Linked DNA regions of Columba livia: region 1 is linked to region 2. Evidence: chromatin contacts called from public Hi-C data. All regions are on one chromosome and are shown on one strand. The core of a region is the stretch at or near the end of the contact, and the rest is flanking DNA. Distances in the headings are between cores, read along the strand shown. Region 1 has its middle 16 kb from the start of TUT7. Region 2 holds the start of GAS1 (growth arrest specific 1).

Region 1 (6,367 bases), core at 2,816-5,315, 190 kb before region 2:
GGAGCATCTCCCTTATGAAGAAAGGCTGAGGGAGCTGGGTCTCTTTAGTTTGGAGGAGAGGAGACTGAGGGATGACCTCACTAATGTTTATAAATATATAAAGGGTGAGTGTCACGAGGATGGAGACAGGCTCTTCTTGCTGACAACCAATGGTAGGACAAGGGGTAGTCGTTTCAAACTGGAACACAGGAGGTTCCACTTAAATATGAGAAGAAGCTTCTTCTCAGTGAGAGTAACAGAACACTGGAACAGGCTGCCCAGTGTAGAGTCTCTTCCTCTGGAGACATTCAAAACCTGCCTGGACACATTCCTGTGTAACCTCATCTAGGTGTTCCTGCTCTGGCAGGGGGATTGGACTAGACGATGTTTTGAGGTCCCTTCCAATCCCTGACATTCTGTGATTCTGTGTGATTCTGTGATTCTGTGATTCATTCAGGCCCTGATAGTCCACTGTTAGCCTCTACTCTGTTAGATTTTTGCACTGGCAGTGTGGGACTATTAAGGGGTGAATGAGTCTTACTGATTACTCCTTGACTCTCCAGTTGCCGGATCAGCTTATGGCTGGGGACCAGGGAGACTTGATTGGTGTGATATTGTTGCCAGTGCACTCTTACAGTTGTGACTGGCAATTCTTTAACCCACAGCAGCCTCATCACAGACAGATGAGGGAAGCTAAACATCTGTTTAATCTTCTCCAAACTCAAAGCTATACCAAAAGCTAACTGGTACTGTTTTGGGTCCTTGAAGTACTCTCTCCTGAGGTAGTTTATGCCAAGGATACATAATGCCTCTGGACCAGTCACAATAGGATTCTTTTGCCACTCATTCCCAGTTTAGCTTACCTCAGCATCCAACACAGACAGTTGTTGGGATCCTCCCATCACTCCAGAAATACAGATTAATTCTGCCTCTTCGTAATCTGATGATATTAGAGTACACTGTGCACCAGTGTCCACTAGAGCTTTATAATCCCATGGGACCAACCTGACAGGCTATCATACCCACACAGTCCAGTAAACCCAGTTGTCTCCTCCACCTGGCTAAAGGTCCCTCTGATTCTTGTGAGAGTCTTCATTGCTTGATTTTTATAACAGAAGAACAGATGTTCTTTCATCAGGGTCAAAAGTGTGATAAGCCCTACTACTCTGACCAACAGATACTGGAGCAGTAAGTTTCCTGAATGGATGTTTTTGGCTGTTTTTTTCCTTGCAGTTCTTGTACCTGAGCTTCTAGTGTCCAGTTAGGTTCACCATCCCACTTCCTTGTGTCCTCCCCCTCATCATGCAGGAAGAACCACATGGTAGCAGGTGGTGTGCACCATGGGTACCTTTCCCTTGAACACAAAAAGCCTGATTCTTAGTAGCTGAGACATTGGTTGGTGTGAGTGAGGAAGACCTACCCTTCTTGGATTGCTCAGGTAAGTTTTGGGTCAGTTTCTCCACAGCTGAGACATAGACCCGTAAGAAAGAAGCAAGATTATCTTTATATTCTTGGAGTTGTCTGGCCAATCCATCCATATTTGGTGCCTCTGTGTCTGTCCAGCTCATTATCACCAGGACCTTGGCATATGTCATCAGTGCATGTCATACAAATTTTCACCACATGAACCACATGCACCAAGTTTCATCCTGGTCTTTGGATATCTGGTTGTCATCCACATTCTTATAGATCAGCTCTACCATGGCTAATTCCCTCAGATACTAGATACCTCCCTCAATGGTTGTCTGTTTGCTCCAGGGATTTGCAAATTCTTCCTTTGAGGGATACCAGTCCTTCACACTTGACAGAAGTCACCACCAGAAGCTGAGGTCTCCTGCCCTTTTGCCTAATTCCTTTGTCAACAGCCTCATCCTTAGCAAGGGATGCTAGCTGCCTGGCTTCCTTACCCTGTAATTCCTGACTATTGACCCCAATATTCCAGCTGAGAATTTGCTTACCTTATTGACATCTAAAATCTTTTTGCATACCCTGCAGCTCACTTAGCAAAAGGGATCAGATGGCTTCTGTCTCATTTATGATCTTAGTTTCTTCCTCCTCCTGTTCTTGTGACTGTTGTGCTGCACAGCAGGCTGCCTTTACTGATTCTTTCTCTGACTCCCTCTTAGGAGAGGCTTCTTCATCCCTTGCTAGACTAATTGACTTCTGCTTCTATTGTTTCTCTTTAGTTATAGGGTCAACTTTTATAGTCTCTGGTTTATCCATGGTGTCTATTGGTATGTTTTCAGATGCAGGGACCCTCTTTTCTCCTTGAGGGTGCTGCTCAACACTGAGCAGTGCTTTGTTGGTGCTGGCCAGGCCCCAGCAAACTGCAGTAGTTGTTCCTCTTTGGAATAGTCAGGGGATTTTTTTTTTTTTTTCATACATTCTATCGCTTCAGCAGCTTCCTATAGTTGTTCAGGAGTGAAGCTCCAGACCACTGGAGGTGAGAAGTTTTCTAGATACCTGCTCATATTCTCCCACATGCCTCGTCACTCATGGCCACACTGCCATGGGGCCTGGGTCAAATTCCTAAGTAGCTTGTTAACCTTATAAAAAGCCAAAACAACATTCCTAAGAAGCTCCAATATAAGTATTTTAACTGCCCAAGGATGTTCCAGTTCCTGAGAAGTTATTGTAATGAAAAAAGCATCATAGAAGAAGGTGGTGGAGGCGCTGCTCTTTATTTCCTCCAGAAAAAACCTCTCAGAGGGAGAAGTATAATTGTTAATTGTCTCCATGAGTTGGTATCCTAAGTACAGTAAGGCTTCAGTACAGAGCCCAAATACCAGGTACAGCTCCAGCCTAGTGTTTTAATAATAAATTTCTGAGGCAAAACATCACGAAGCACTACAGCACACAGCAAACTGCAAAAGCCAACACCATTCTTCAACAATAGAGCATGGCACAGGTCAGCTAATATTGAGAACAGATTAATCAATATCAAGTGCCACAACTGTTAACATATAAATCCCTTCTGATACACTCTGGCGAAATCTGTTATTATCTAAAGCCCCTTGTGCCCCACTTTAGGCACCAAAAAAGACCGTTGAGGTTTAACCCCTGCTAGCAAATTAGGCTCACGCAGATGCTTACTCACTACCTCCCTGTGGGATGGGGAGGGAATCAGAAGAGTAAAAGTGAGAAAACTCCTGGTTTGAGATAAAGACAGTTTAATAACTAAAAAGTAATAATAACAACAGTGAAAATAAAAAGGAAAACAGGGGAAACAAACCCCTGAAACCACAAAGAGATAAAACCAACCAAGCAAACAAGAAAGGCAAATTATATAGATTCAAACAGTTGCTCACTGCCAACCAACTGTTGCTCAGCCAGTCCCTGAGCAGTGCTCCCCACCCCCCCCAGTTTTGTTTCTGAGCGTGATGTCATATGGCATGCAATTTCCCTTCGGTCAGTTTGGGTCAGCTGTCCCAGCTGTGTCCCCTCCCAATTTCTTGTGTCCCCAGAGCCCACTCGCTGGTGAGGTGCTGTGAGGAACAGAACCTTGACTCTGTGTCAGCACTGCTCAGCAATAACGAAAAATTTTAACTCCATCCCAGCCAAAATCAGGATATTCAGTCAAAATCCTGGATGTTCACAACATTTTGATTGAGATGTTCAAATATGGACTTATTAGCAGAGAGCAATCTAATGAAAATCTCCAGGTGTTAAAAATGATTTAGAACTAGTCAGAAAGGGCATAAGGTATAAGGCAGAAAGGCCTTACATCAGCTGTGTCTTTACATCTGGGAGCCTACTGGGTAAATGCATGCAAACCCTACCGTAAGCTGCACCTCGAGACTGGGACAAAATATTGTCTTAGAAGCTAAAAAAACGCTGCCGACCTCAAGCCCCATACATTGCAGCTTGATTTCTGCTCACTAGATGGCAGCAGATTCAAAAGAATGCCCGAAAAACGCTCTCTGAAACTGCCCGTGAAAACAGGGTTTTCACTCACGCAGTGAAATAAATGTGCGGTAGTAAAACGTGATTAAAAATCTAGGTAGTCTGGCTAAGGACAACGGGGGAGGAAAAATGAAAGCACAGGCTACAGTCTGGTCTGGGGAGGGGAATCTTCTGCCACAGTTTCCATCCAACTTGTGCTGTGTCTGGCCTCCCAGGCTGGGGTTTCTGCTGTTCCCCAGGCTTGCTAGATTAAAGCTCATGTGCCTGTCCCTCCCTGTGCCACATCCAAGTGCTCGTTCTCGGTGGCGATTGCATCTGAGAGAATATTTCAGGAAGACCTTCTTATTCTAGCATACTTTCACCTGAATACTTTCTTTGCCCTGAAGCACAGAGACTGTAAAAAAGAGGGAAATATATTTAGCTGACTATCTTCATTGTCTTAAAAAGCTCTAGATAACCATCATATTTGATCTTTCATTGAGAATGGATTCAGTTGCCTCAGACTTACAACATGCCTATACCTGTTATAAAATGGGTAACTCAAGAAAGAAAGGACCTAAGGAAATATTTAATAAATGGAAATGCTAACAACTTCTGTTGGCATAGGTAGACTGTCAAAAGAGATGTCTGTACAGGAATGTGGATCTGTAAACTTCATTCCAGTTACCAAAGTTTGTCAATACAATTATCACAGAATCACAGAATGGCTGAGGTTGGAATGGACTCCTTGAGATCATCTAGTCTACTCACCTCTCTCAAGTAGGATCAGCGGCAGCAAGTTACTTTGGATCATTTTCAGTTGGGCTTTGAGTATCTCGAAGGATGGAGATGTATGTACTCTTATGTGGGATTGTTCCTCCTCAGGGGCAGGACTTTGCGTTTCCATTTGTTGAATTTTGTGGGCTGATTTCTCCATCTTGTCCTGGACCCCCTGGTGTATCAGCGCCCTTGGGGCACACCACTAGGAACTGACCTCCAATTGAACTTCACGTCATTGATCACAGTCCAAAAGCTAGAAGATGAGAGATGGGCCAGCCTTCCTAGCAGAAGTTTACACAGCAAACCTGTAGTGCAATGGGAATCGTGAAATGTTTCACACACTGGTACAACTTGCGCTCATTCCCCTCATGAAATAAACGATGCCGGCAAGGGGACCTTCTAATCTGCAGCACTGCATCTACAAGGCTTTTGCTGGCATAAGCAGAAGGTGTGATTTTTCCATGGCACAGTGGAGCGTAAACCAAGTAATGAAGCCTGGTTGTGACGCTGTCCCATGGCAGACATTCCAGGATATGTGCTCACTCCATAAAACAGATGTCTCCTACTCTCAGAGCAACCAGGGGATTTTGACAAGGTTGCTGATGTTATGGAAAATATTAAGCAATAATCCCTTCCATCAACCTAATTCCCAGTTCCTCAGATAGCTAAAAATGTTGTAAGTCTTTTATTATAGTGGATAGTTTTACAACCCCCACATGTTTTTTAGTTCCCTGGTTAACAGATTTTTTGAACACTATAATAAATTAGAGGTACAGAACATGACTAGTTGCTCACTGTGAGAAATTCTTGTTGTAAAAAGTATATAGATAGTATTGAGTTTCCTAATTTACTGTTTATAAGAAGCATTACTTTGTGAAAAGAATTAAAGACTTTCACTAAATACAGCCTAGCTACACACAGGTAGACATACATATATGTGTGCATATATGAATATGTAAATATAAGGGGTCACATACTCAGTTAATTTGAACTGATGTATTTCTATTGACTTCAAAAATAGAAAATAACCACAATTCAGGAAACAATACGGACCAAAGATCCTCTTACACCAAGATTTTCTCAAGATAATTGCCTATAACACCTGGGCTATAAAATTGAAAGCTGTGCACTGTGTATAGTCAGAAGTACTGGTCTTCTTCCAATTCAGTTCCTCCTGCAATCGGTGGTGGTGCTTTGTATGTCTAAAAATCAGTCTGGCTATGTAAGACCTGTGTGTTATCTTTAGGTATTTAAGCAGAAAACATTTGCTTAAGTTTAAAAGTAAACCCTTGTTATGGCTGTGCTTTTTTACTATGGGTTGTTAGTAAGAAGCTCTGGGCAGGCGAAGAGTAATAAGGCTTTGTAATTTTCTTCCATTTGGGGGAATTTCCCAGGGTTTTCCTCCATAACCCACTTTTGTAGCAATAACAAGCTACAGGACAAGACCCAGAAAATTATTCAGCCCTGAACAGTATCTTCTGTGTCACGTAGCAGCATGGCACAGGTGTAGGTGAAGAGACCTGTGTTGGCTGTGATACCCATGGGCTCATGTCAGGACCTGCGCTTCATTCTATGCTTTGTCCTGTGTCAGCGACCCCAGCGGCAGGACAACATGCCTTCCTGCAGCTCCAGCTCCCCTCCCTGGCTGCTCTGGATAAACAGGAAAGGCCAAGCTTTCCAATGCAAGCATGTTGGAGGACAGATGCTGGCTGCCCTGTTTTTGCCG
Region 2 (6,628 bases), core at 3,010-5,509:
CTGACTCGCCTTCCAATCAAGGCATTTAAAACTAAAAGCTTTAAATAAACAGTATGAATAGAAGATAAATAAACTTCCCCCCCCCTTTTTTTTTTCATGAGTGCCTAGCTTGACACAGTCCAAACTCAAATCCCCAGAGGACTGAGCCCTCTCTTTTGTGTTAATGTTTAAAAGATTTTCCAATGCTGGAGTTTATTCCTACTGCAAACATTTCTATTTACAAGGTCAAGTGTATCAGCACTCGACACAGCTTAAGAGTGTAATTATTTATCTAAGGGCGTTTGAGTGTAGATCAGTAGCTCTGGCAGCAAACCAGGCTTCAAGCACGATGCAAAGCAACTCCTAAGAACAATATTACAAGATCTAGTAATTGCTGATCCCCCCAGTGTGTTTACTTTTGCATTCTTCCTTGCGGGAGAAGGCAGGCTGAATGGCAGACTTCGGTGCGTTTTGTTGCAGCCCCCTCAATGCATGCGTCACCGCCTGCACGGGGCCTTGTTCGAAACGCTTGCCACCTCTGTGTGATGTATTTCTCACCATTTACTTGTTTGCACGCCTAGGAGCATTTCTAAGAGTGTCAGTGAGAGCAACGCGCCTCCACTTCACGAAGAAAGCACGGCGCACTACTAATTCCACATCCATGCAGGAGCAGTATCCCTGAATTGCTTTACTCCCTTCTGGCACTGGCAAGTTACCATGCCAACGCATTATAAAATCAGCCACTCTTTTAAAGTAGTACTTTCAAAGCTGTATTTACTTCTTGCATGTAATTATTCATTAAAGTAAGAATAGCAGTAATTTACATCTATGTAAAGTATTACAGGCAGACAGAGATTTGTTTGTTGTTTTTGGTTTGTTAATTCTGTGGTTTGCTCCCCCCTCCCCGCCTCCTCCTCCAACCTCGGGTGCTGAGAGTTCAAGTGTCCCTGGAAAACAACTTCACTACACCCATTATTTAAAGCTCTTTCTTTACTAATTTACACGTTTAGAAAATACAAAAAGCCATACATATTTAAAACACAGGCCGTTTTTACACCTTCTATAAAAAATACAAGGTTTAAGGCAGCTCAGAAATGTGTTTATACAATTCTACAACGTTCATAAAGTCTCTCAAAATAAGAAAGTTAAGTTCCAATCTATAAAATACACTGTACATTTGATGTTCTAGACAATGCTTCACCGAATCACTGTTGCTGATATCCCCTTAAACATAAAATGAAATATGTACCTTTTCAGAAAAGAATAGTAAATGCAATTATCTGGCAAATAGGATGTGGATTTAAAACTTTATTTTTTCTTAAATAAATTATCCCCAAAGCATACAATTTATAAAATTCTATGTACAAAGAAGAGCGACTGGTAACAAATCCCAGTTTTAAATACATTTTTCATATAAGATTTACCAGAGGTCAGCACCCTGATATGACAAGAGGCAATATAACTTTTCAGGATATTTGTACATACATGTTCTCGAGTTTAAAAGTGTCTTTCAAAGATGGCAGTGCAGAGCTCTTTTAAAACAAAAGTTGCATTGTTCACTATAGCCAACAACTCTGAAAAAAAAAAATCTCTTTTATGTGACTAGGTTAAAGAGGAATAGATGGCTGCTGGCACGCTTTTGTTATAGGGAAGATGTGTGTGCAAGAGCGAGTGCTGTAAACCACAGAATTTATTCAGTCTGCTATTTCCTTAAATTTAATTAATGGCAGATGCAGCATAACCCACTTTCGGGCACCACTGCATCGTGAAGAGCGAGGCTTGGCGAATGATAATCAAGTTGTTAACTAGCAAGCACGGCAACAGCTTTGGCACCAAGTGTGGATAGCTCACCTCTTCCTAACCTTCATGTCAAAACGCTTACAAAACGCCAGGGCCGGCACGCCGTCACCGCCGGGTTCTGGCGGGGTGGGGGCGGCTGGCAGCAGCGGGGAGCCCGCCGCAGCCTCTCCGTCTGCTCGGCCCCTGCCGCTAACACCGGGCGGGGGGGCAGCAACTGCATAGTGCACACTCCAGACCAAGCGCCGAAAAACGAGAGCCCGCAGGCCACTCCGCCCCGGCGGCTGGCCCGCAAGGCCGCAGCGGCTCAGCCAGCCCAAGGCTGCCGTGAAGGCCGGGCCGGGCGCGAACGGCGGCTGAGAGCAGCAGCGGGGGCGGAGTGGGGACCATCCGCCTTCGGGGAGACGCGGAGGAGGGGGAAGGGGCGCCCGGACAAACGGCCGGAGGCTTAATGGTCAGCGCGTTTAAAACCGCGCCGGGCGAAGGGGCCCCGCCGGCCGGGCCCGCCAGGAAGCCAGCGGCGGCCCGGCGAGGAAGGCCCGGCGCGGAGGAGGGGAAGGAGGGCAGGGGATGGGAGACGCTAGAGCTGCGGCAGCAGCGGCAGCAAGAGGGCGGCCAGCAGCGCGCAGGCTGCGGCGGCGGGTCGGCCGGCGCTATCCGCCTGCACGGGAAAGCCGGGCTCGGAGCCCGCATTGTCCTCCGCGTCGTCCCTCCCCTTCTGGCTCGGCTCCTCCTCGTAGTCCTCGTCGTAGTACTCCTCCAGGCCGCCGTCCGAGCCGCCGCTGCTGCCTGCGCCGTTGCCGCCCATGTCCGCGCCGAAGCAGAGGCGGGCCATGTTCTCCTTGACCGACTCGCAGATGGGCCGCTCCAGCCCGTCGCAGACGCAGTCGTTGAGCAGCACGGCCTTGGGCACGGCCAGCATGTCCTCGATGACGGCGCGGCACTCCGGCGTGCAGCGCAGCCCGTTGAACAGCTTCCCGCAGTAGGTCATGTAGCGGTTCAGCGCCAGGCTGCAGCGGCTGTCCCAGTCGCAGCGCCGCCGCGCCTCCGTGCAACCCATCACGCCGGGGCCGCCGGCCGCCGGGCTGCTGGTGCGGGGCAGGCAGGGCTCGATGGCGCGCTTGGTGGCGCGGCAGTTCTCGTCCTGCGCGCAGTCGCAGTCCTCCAGCGCCGGGCCGCGCCGGGTGTGGTTGAGCTGGACCAGGGCCGCGATGCAGTGGCTGGGGCACCGCCGCCTGGAGGAGGCGGCGGAGCCTGCAGCGGCCGCCGGGCCGTCCCCGCCGCCTCCCGCCGGCGGCTGCTGCAGGAGCACCGGGGCGCACGCCTCGGCGTACTGGTTGTAAGCGTAGCTGCACTCGGGCTCCCCCTGACACTGCAGCACCGCCTGCCAGCAGATCAGCCGCCGGCCCTGCACCAGCGAGCCCAGCGGCGGCCACACGGCGCCCAGCGCCGCCGCCAGCCACAGCCAGGCGGCCGGCCTCGGCCAGCGGCGCCCGCCGCCGCCTCCGTGCCGAGCGGGCGAGCGGGCCACCATCGCGGGCGGCGGCGGCGGCTGGCGCAGGCGAGCAGGGGAGAGGCGCTGGTAGACGACGAGGAGGAGGAGAAGGAGCTGCCGCCCGTGGAAAAGTTTGCAAAACTCCCGCCGGCCGTGTGCATGAGGTCTCCTCGCATCAATCCATCTGCGCCGGGCTCCCAGGCCCTCCAGCCCCCGGGAGCTGGAACCGGCGAGGCCGCCGTACGAAGCAGGCGCCCGGGGCCGTCCCGTGTCCCACACCCGCTGCTCCCGGCTTGGCGACGGCGGCGAAGGCGCTCGGAGAGATGGGGTGAATCAGTGCAAACGGGGGCTCGGAGGAGCGCGGCTTCGGAGTGGGCTGATGGACTTCCAGGCTGCGCCGGGAGAGCTCATGGTGCTGCCCTGCTCCTCATGCAGTTCCGTTTCTGTTTTTTCTTTTTTTTTTTCTTTTCTTTTTTTTGCACAAAATAAATGCCCAGCTGCTGCTGCTGCCTCCTCGGGAGCTTTTAACTCTCCGCTCGCAGCATCTCTGCACATGCCAGCCGCTTCGATCCCATTCACAGTCCCGGCTCCGCTCACTCCCTCTTGGTACGCCTTGCACTTTCGGGTGGCGGGGAGAAGAAACGCCTCTCCCCGTTAGCAAGAAGATAGCACGGGGAAAGAAGAGGCAGCCTTCAGGGTCTCTTTCTCTCTGGGCGACTGATGCTGCTTCTGTTGTCAACAAGCCCTGCAAGCTGCTCTGCGGATCCGTCTGTGGATCTTTTTTTCTTTGCAAGGCTTTAAATACAAAAGTGCCCTCCGAGCAGCAGCAACGTGCTCTGATTAGGCCTCATTATGCATGCATGGAAAAGCAAACAAACAAAAAAAATTAGCAACGCTTCTTCTTTTACACATCCCCCCAGCCTGCGCTCTCTCGCTCTCTTTCTCCTTTTCTCCACTTCTTTCTCCCCTCGCTCGGCCCCCTTTCCCTGCTTCGCCACTTGCTATTGGTCCAGCCTGTTGTTGAAACTTTTTTTCCTCCCCTCCTCTCTTTACGATCTGCTGGAGGGAGGGAAGGAGGGAGGGGGGCTGGAGGGCAGCTCACATTCAAAGCTTGAAAGGAAAGGCTTAAGGAGAGTGACAGCCCCCCGAGGAGCCCCTCCTCCCGTTAAGGCGGCGCGGCGGCGGTGCGGGAGGCGCGGAGCGGCGGCGGCGGGTACCGGGCGCTGCGGGGCTGGCCGGGCGGCGGCGGCGGCGCATCCCGGGAGCACCGGGCCCTGAGCCGCGGAGGCGGAGGGGCAGGCGGCCTGGGTCTCCGTGCTGCTTCTGCAGGGATGTTCTTCTTAAACTGTTCCTGCTCCTTACAGCAGGGAACAAAAAAGGTCTCTAGCCTGAGTGATGTGTGTACCCAAACTTCCCACTGAGTCAAGTGAGGGCAGAGCTGCTTCCCGAAAAGTAGGGTGGATCAGGCTCAAAAGGGGACCGACTTTGTTCTTACTGAAATCTAAACGCAGCTCCGGTTTTCAGTGTTAGTACGCTGAGAGAGACCAAAGCTTGGTCTCTTAGTGGTGTACTGCGACCCCGTAAATACTGCGACCATGTAAGTATTGCTTTGCTATGCCTTCAGTATTGCAGCATTCTTTCCACTTAACGATTTTAAACTCATTCAACTCAGCTTCTCGGTTGAGGTTTTTGTGCACAGGCTTAAGACACTGACCTACGAGGATGCCTGTTGACAGAAATACAGTAGATCTCAGTATAGTTCTTTGATACCTTATGAAGATCTGCCAACTAGTAAAAGTTGTTTCAAAGCCGTTAGTTAAGAGGCTGAAATGTGTTTCATTGAAGGCAAAAGTACCTTGCTGACGTCCTGCCTTGCTGTTACACTCTCTGTTCGCTTTGCTTTGCTTATAATGAAGTAGACACAAAAATATAAATATTAAGGCACAACGAGAAGGGCATAACAAATCAGTGTTGCAGTTACCCATTGCCTTTCGTTTTCGTGCTACCTTAATTCCAGAGCAACGTCGTCTCCAACCACAAGGGGCATCGGTATCTGCTGCCTGTCAAAACTGGCGCTTTTTTTCATCCTGAGACTATCAACTCCATCTGTCACAAAAATTACGACTAAATCTATTTTCCAGAAACTCGGAGATCTTGGAATCCTATGCGGTGTGGACTGATGTCTGTCTGAAAGTGCTTGGAAGGTGGAATGGCTGTGTGATGTGGCTGGGAGTCAGGGTGATTGATGTGTTGAGAAGCATTCATAAGGATTTGCTCCATTGTCATCAGTTTTACAAGCTACTTGTGTTTCTCCTTCAGTACAGTCTTGCCTCTTCTGGTGCAGAAATTGTGTTTGCTTGTGTTTTTAAATCTGTGAAAACTGCATCCAGAAAACCTGCTTTAATCTACCTACTTTAGAGATGTTTCTTTCAGTTCTTGCGTAATAGTGTTATTAAAAATATCAGATGCCGTTCAGGCAGGGTGCAGTAAATACACATTGCTGTCTACACTGGGCTCATGCATGCATTACTTTGCAGCCCTATTCACCTTTGATAATGCTGGTACTGGTGCATGTTATCTACTTTGGTGTGGTTAAGTTGAAGACAACACTGCAGACACTGTATGAAGTGCTGCTGCACTGCCCGATTGGTAGGGAAACCAGTCCACCTTAGTGCAGCTGGAAAGAAGGGGTCTGGATGCTGGGATGTTCCAGGTGCAAGGAGTCTGAGGATTGCAATGGGACAGGATCATGCCTTGGCGTGAGACAGGGGCTTCCTGAGCTTCCCCAGCATGGGAGAGGAGGAATGGCTGGCTATCTGTCCCAGTGAAGCTGCTTTCTGCATACAGCTGAGGGATGAGCTCTGCCCCCTCCCAGTTCCTGCCTTCATCTGCAAAATCCATCCAGCTCGCCTGTCCTTCGCTTCTGGAGCAGAAAGCAGGCCATTTACTTTGTGAGGAGCTGCAGCAGCTGAAGTTCGGACCTCCCAGGAGGGGGAGTAAAGGAGCCTTCAGTGCCGACCTTGCATCCCTGAGCGGCTGTGCTGCTGCCTGAGCAGGAGGAGGATCAGTGCATGGTCCCACTAGTGCTGACAGGCTTCCCTGCATGGAGACTCTTCATTTTGCCTGCTGGTCTGAAAGCCAGGCCATAGCATGAAGCATTGCATTTTCACATACACCTTTCAGTTAAATAAATGCAAGTTTCTTACGGTAATTGTAATAATGAAAATATTGACTTGGAAGTTGGGAATTTGGAATCATCTTTGGTATCATACAGCTGACAAAAATCATAACAGAGAATAGCTGGACTCTTTCCACACCTTTTAGCAATGTAGACTATGATCATCTACATATAGGATT

The links. Hi-C and Micro-C count contacts between places; a contact is called where the count stands out from the background.
Region 1: a contact with region 2 is called in a Hi-C map of crop, with 3 times the contacts expected there. The contact joins the enhancer-like site here to the promoter of GAS1 in region 2. A contact is called at or near these places in 2 of 2 Hi-C or Micro-C datasets (crop and liver).

The regions. Positions count from the first base shown.
Region 1 is chrZ:53,199,824-53,206,190 of bColLiv1.pat.W.v2, reverse strand. No RefSeq gene overlaps it. Among named protein-coding and RNA genes, the nearest start is that of TUT7, 16 kb to the left of the region's middle. Within about 2 kb of position 4,065, at least 2 of the 3 cell types and tissues checked have an H3K27ac peak away from gene starts, as active enhancers do.
Region 2 is chrZ:53,006,557-53,013,184 of bColLiv1.pat.W.v2, reverse strand. It overlaps GAS1 (growth arrest specific 1), which reads right to left and starts at 4,259. Exons shown (of 1, transcript XM_065045833.1): 1 at 737-4,259. The coding sequence starts at 3,310. The coding sequence ends at 2,357.